Regions from separate parts of the Zea mays genome. Here region 2 is linked to region 1. Evidence: chromatin contacts called from public Hi-C data. All regions are on one chromosome and are shown on one strand. Each heading gives the region's core, a stretch centred on a gene start, on an enhancer-like site or on the middle of the called end of the contact. The rest is flanking DNA. Distances are from core to core; before and after follow the strand shown.

Region 1 (2,840 bases), core at 163-2,662:
AATTCTTTGATCCCTCTCTTTTGAGTCGGTGCAATTCTTACTAGCGAATAATTGTTCTTGGAACATCCTTGTATGATTGTGTTTTTCCGCCTTGGAAGTTGTCAGTACCCTAAAACAGGGGTACCCCTTACTACCGTATAAAGACACAGTACCCACGCGGCTATCTTTAGTCGCGTGGTAAAGGAGCTGTGCGTGGGACCAGACCATGGCTCACCCTAGCCTCGGGCGACTACTCTGGGCCAGCAACAGCACCCGACCCCACCATGTGGACGGCTCCGGGGCCGCCATGTGGCCAGAGAAGATGATATACTCCAAGGTATGAACAGTGAGTCCGGACCCCTATGGGAAAGTGCCGGACCCCTGTATATACAAACCGGGCCTCCGGGTAAGGTCTAGGTCCTCCACGGGCGCAAACCGGACCCCTAGGATGAGTTCCGGACCCCTCTGTGTGGGGTCCGGGCCACTCACAGCAGGGTCCCGGGATTCTGGGACAGAGAATACCTAGGCCTTAATCAAGGCCAGGCGGGGTCCGGAGCCGACACGTGTCCGGACCTTACCGTATATGCTTCTGCTCCCCACTCAGGTGGAGCCCCGATGCTGCCACGCGACATGGTGCACGTGACGTAAGCCAACGGGTGGAGCCTGACGTAAGGCCTTTGGGCTGCATGGCCTCTGCATTTATTGCGGACAAGGCGCGCTGCCTGTCCATTCCACTGGCAGGTGATGTGCCGCCTCGACATTTATTGAGTCATGTCCATTTCGCTGGTAGGCGATGTGCCGCCTCCGCATTTAATGAGTCCTGTCCATTCCGCTGGCAGGCGGTGACCAGTCCGTTCCGTAGGCGGCGTGCCTGTCCATTCCACTGGCAGATGGTACGCCCATACTGTCACGTGCACTACGCTCATCATTACTCGTACGCTACCAAGGAAGCAGCAGCCGCGTATCAATACTGTATGGGCTGCGGACATCAGGGCGCCTGGAGATTGCTCAGGCGTTACTTGCATTAATTACTCCTATAATGTATTCCTTTCATTTTGCTCCTGGGCCCACATGTCGGAGCTCAGCATCCTTGTATGTGCCTCCCTTGAGCTATAAAAGGGAAGATACACAACGTTACAAGACGGACTCTCAGACAAGCTCTCAAGTTCACTCAGACTCAATACAACACACAGACAATGGAGTAGTGTATTACGCTCCGACGACCTGAACCACTCTAAATCCTCGTGTTCACTCGTGTTCATCGACTATCTTGCAGACAGGCAAAACACTTAGACCCACTTCTCAACTTAGGATTTAGGGTGGGTACGTTCCGCCACCCGGCCGGAAAATTTCCTCTCCGACAGAAGTCTTCAAACGACTCTAAAAACAAGATAACAATGATATATATCTAAAGTTATAATTTTTTAATGGTACATATCTATTTTTTTTAAACAAGTCTATCTATACTCAGTTGAATGGCGCAGGCCCGAGCCGCAAGGCACGGCCGGACTCGTGTGCTCACATTCTCACTAGTTTCAAATTTTCATCTGTTAAACCCTACCCACCCGGCGAATCCCTTGACAAATCCAACCAGCTTGCCGGAGGAATACACCGGGAGGTACGTCAAACGGCGGGGAGAGGGAGGAGTAGGTCGCTGAGGGAGGGTTAGAGCTGGGCAAGGCCGTCGCTGTCATGGAGGCGCAGGCGACGGCGACGGTGAAGGAGGCGCTTGCGGCGCTGTACCACCACCCGGACGACGCCATCCGCACCGCCGCGGACCGCTGGCTTCAGGAGTTCCAGCACACGCTCGACGCCTGGCAGGTGTGCGCACGCTTCTCCTTTCGATTCGCTCTCTTCCTGTTCGTGTCCTGAGCTGGGTGAGGGTTGGTTTCTGTATTTAGGGAGTGGGACACTGCTAACTTGGGTCGTCTCAGAGTGAGATTTTCATGCAGTCGTGTGAATTCGGCCTGAACTAGGGTGAATTGTATCACATTTGTGAGTGGTTCTGTAATCTCTGAAGCTAGCTCCATAGGAGAAGGTGGGGATTGCGATTAGATTTTTAGGAGTGGGATTTTGTTCTGACTCCTGTTGACTGGATACTATGTCTGCTATAACTGAGGCTGCTGGTAGGATGTCTAACGCAGGATGGTTTTGGTCTCAATCAGCCCGATTGGTTAACCACACCATTTTATCCTGGATCACCGCATGCGTTGACTTTATTTGAGATTATATTTGGTTGCTTGCACGTGGGAGTCACAGCCTGTATGGCTGGATGCAAAATAAGCCATTTTGATGCTATTAACTTGCATCCACCCATACGCTCAAAATTATCGTATCTGGCTGGCCAGAGCGGTGCCAGCCTGCGCATGGACGCGCAGCCATCCAATCAGGCTGAATTTTGTCTCAGTCGGTATGCATTAATTTGGAAAACTCAAAGACTGGATCTTTTAGGTACATTTAACTTTCCAACCCTGTCAGTTTTTTTCTAGATTAGGGTTACTACTTTCTAGTGATTGCTGATGACACAAATCTACAAGTTGAGCTTCATTCAAGTGTCTTTTATAGGACTTCTATGCGAGCTCGATGTGATGCCAGTATGCCACTGACTGGTTCTACTTAGTCATCTCCTGTAATTGGAGGTTGTGGCATGTAACGTGTTGCTGTGGCTACCCAGGCCTTTGAATGGACTGCTGTTAGGAAGTGATGATTTAAGAAGATGATGGGATGATAGAGTTGTGCTTTGGCAATGTGTGCATTTGCCACCTGTGGGAATTCACCAAAGTTGACACTCTCTTTCAGTGTTCTCTAATTTCTTGATCTGTTATAGGCATATATGGTTTGTTTGTGTAAAATATAGAGTT
Region 2 (2,840 bases), core at 112-2,611, 140 kb before region 1:
GTATCTGAAAGCTTCAAGTGCATCTGTGTAAAGGCCATGTTGATGCAAACCACAAATCAATGCATTCATTGAGACCACATTAGGCTTTAAGCCGACGTCAGCCATGCGTGAAAACAGTTCATATGTTTGTTCATTCTGACCCACTTTAGCATATGCAGCAATTAAAGTGTTATAGGTGACAATGTCAGGCTTCAATCCATCCTCCTGCATCAAGTCAAAAACATCCCAAGCTTTGTCCATCCTCCCCTCTCTGGTATATGATTGAACTAACTCATTCCACACATTGACATTCTTCTCCTGAATGGTGGAAAAGACAACTCTCGCATCATCAAATTCTCCGCACTCAGAGTACAAGCTAATCAAAGATGCTCCAACATACACATTGATCTTGATTCCACACCGCAAAACATAAGAATGCAGCTGCTTTCCAATGCCTAGTGCCTGCAAGCCAGCACAAGCAGGGAGAATACTAGCCACAGTCACCGCATCAGGCCTCTCACTCTCACACATCTCCAGAAAAACCTCCAAAGCCTCTTCATACAGTGCATTCTGCACACAGCCCGAGATGATGCAATTCCAAGAATTGACTCCCGGGTCGACACCTCTTTGCCGCATCTCGTCAAACAGATGCAGAGCAGCAACGAGGTCACCACTTCTTGCAAATCCAGACACCAGCGTGTTCCATGAGATCACGTCCGGGCGAACGCCGCTCTCTTGCATCTCTTCAAACAGGTCGAAGGCCTCTTCCAGCTCCCCAGCGTCGGCGTGCGCGCTGATGAGCGCGGTCCACGCCACGACGTCGCGGTCGGGCAGCGACGCGAACGCGGCGCGGGCGGAGGCCACGTCCCCCAGCGCCGCATACATGGCGACGATCGCGTTCCCGACAACGGGGTCCCCCGCTAGCTCGGCCCCGCCCTTGGCGGCGAGCGCATGCGCGGCGGATGCAAGGCGGGGCGCACCAAGGCCGGCGCAAGCGCGGAGCACCTGCGGGAGGAGGAACCTGTCTGGGGCGGCTCCCGCGGTGAGCATTGACGCAAACGCCTCGCACGCTGCGCCCCAGCGCCGCACGCGGACGCAGGAGCCAATCTCGCGCGCGTAGGAAGCGGCGAGGTCCCGCTCCTGCTCCCGAAAGGGCCGCGCGCGCGCGTGGCGCGGCGGCGCATGCCCCTGGGGCGTGCCGTTGAGAAGCTGGCAGTGGTACACGTAGGTCGATGGGTTATGAAGGGCAGTGCAGCGAGGCGACAAGGCGGTACGCGGGGGATGACGCGGCGACGGGGACGGCGGCGGCATGGTAGCCATGGTTTTTATGGCGTCAGTTCGGCTGAGCTCAGTGACTTTTTCATTTTCGGGTAGCGTACAGGTGAGTGTGTGGACTGTCCAGGATACTAGTTGGGCTTCATGGGCTGAGACAGTTTTGCTTTAAATGAGCCCGCAAGAGTGGCAAAATCTTATTGCGATTATCTTTTCCAGACGGTTTCAACCCCGATAGAAAGTGGACCCACGAATCAACAGAGGTGGAATTATTGATTTGTACTGATCATTTTTTCAACAAATAATGTGATTAAGTCCAAATACACTTTCAATCCTCTTTATATCTACTCCTATAAAGCAACACTGGTTTTTCATCATCGTCTCTTTTAAAAAAAAGTTCTTATACTTATTTCTATCCTAATTCACGGTCCAAACATCTCTACTAGGTTCTACCATTGTCATACATCGTCAAATAATGTGGGGTCGTTATCTTCTAGATGGGCTGTGAGAAAACACTCAAACCCAAAACGACACGAAGTCACACGCAACACAGTGCTCCTAGATAATACCATCTCGCTAGCTTAAGGAGGGCGAGTAGTCGAGCTAGCTAAGGGGCAAATCTTTTCAACTCATACCTCTCTCGACTTTTGGCTAAGATAAAATGCAGTATTTGCAGTTTAATATCTAGTATGTAGACCATATGTCCACTTTAATTTTAAATTTATTTTTTATAGAGAGGATCCACTTTAATTTTATTTTTTTTAAACAAATATGATTGGTATATCGTCGCAACACACGAGTATTGTACTAGTCCACTTTAATTCCTTTGATTTCTAGAATAATTGAATAATCCCAAATTCCTCTTAATCTCCATGGTTCTGAATAAACAGGACCTACTGAAAAAGACAACCATGCGTTATCATTGTTGTTTTTTCTTATACTTTTTTCGCGGTGAAGAGAGAGCTCTATTAGAGCAACTCGAAAAGGATGTTAAAAATTTTACCCCAAAAATTAATTATTAAGAGCTGGCTAAAAAATTTTAAGAGTGAATTATGATGGGTATTCCAACAGTTCCTTTAAATGTGACATGCAACGCAATCTATACAGTCGTCGGGAGACCGTGGATGATCTGATACGTTGAGGAATGGATTGGGGTGGGATGGAACACACCAAAATATAAGGGAGAGGAGGCTATGGATCCGGGACGCTAATTTTTTGGGAGAAGAATGAGAGAGCTGTTGGAGTAAGAAAAACCACTATTCTTGACTAATATCTGTTTTGGAGTTAGTTTACACGTTCTTTTGGAGTTGCTCTTAACTAGTCAAAGTGATGTGCAATTAATATTGATGGACCCTAAATGCGTATACCTCAACCAAACCGCAAAAACTGATAATTTGTCTAGTTAAATTTGCTAATTCATCTGTCAATTGGTACTCTCTTTACTTTTAGGCCTCGTTTGAGGACACTCAAAACCGACCGATTTTCACGGGACAAGCGGCCCACGAGCAAACACTACACGAGATCTCCATATCCGCATTTGGAGGCATATCCGCAGGTTTGCTGGCCCAGTGTACCCGTGGTTTCGATGG

The links. A called contact is a pair of places that touch in the nucleus more often than the background predicts.
Region 2: a contact with region 1 is called in a Hi-C map of root tip, with 2.7 times the contacts expected there. The contact joins the promoter of LOC103626169 here to the promoter of LOC103626170 in region 1. A contact is called at or near these places in 6 of 25 Hi-C or Micro-C datasets (endosperm, leaf, root tip and 1 more).

Annotation. Positions count from the first base shown.
Region 1 is chr5:30,179,368-30,182,207 of Zm-B73-REFERENCE-NAM-5.0, reverse strand. It overlaps LOC103626170 (transportin MOS14), which reads left to right and starts at 1,412. Exons shown (of 27, transcript XM_008646564.3): 1 at 1,412-1,800. The coding sequence starts at 1,672.
Region 2 is chr5:30,320,995-30,323,834 of Zm-B73-REFERENCE-NAM-5.0, reverse strand. It overlaps LOC103626169 (pentatricopeptide repeat-containing protein At5g04780, mitochondrial), which reads right to left and starts at 1,361. Exons shown (of 1, transcript XM_008646563.3): 1 at 1-1,361. The coding sequence starts at 1,299. It also overlaps the pseudogene LOC111589358.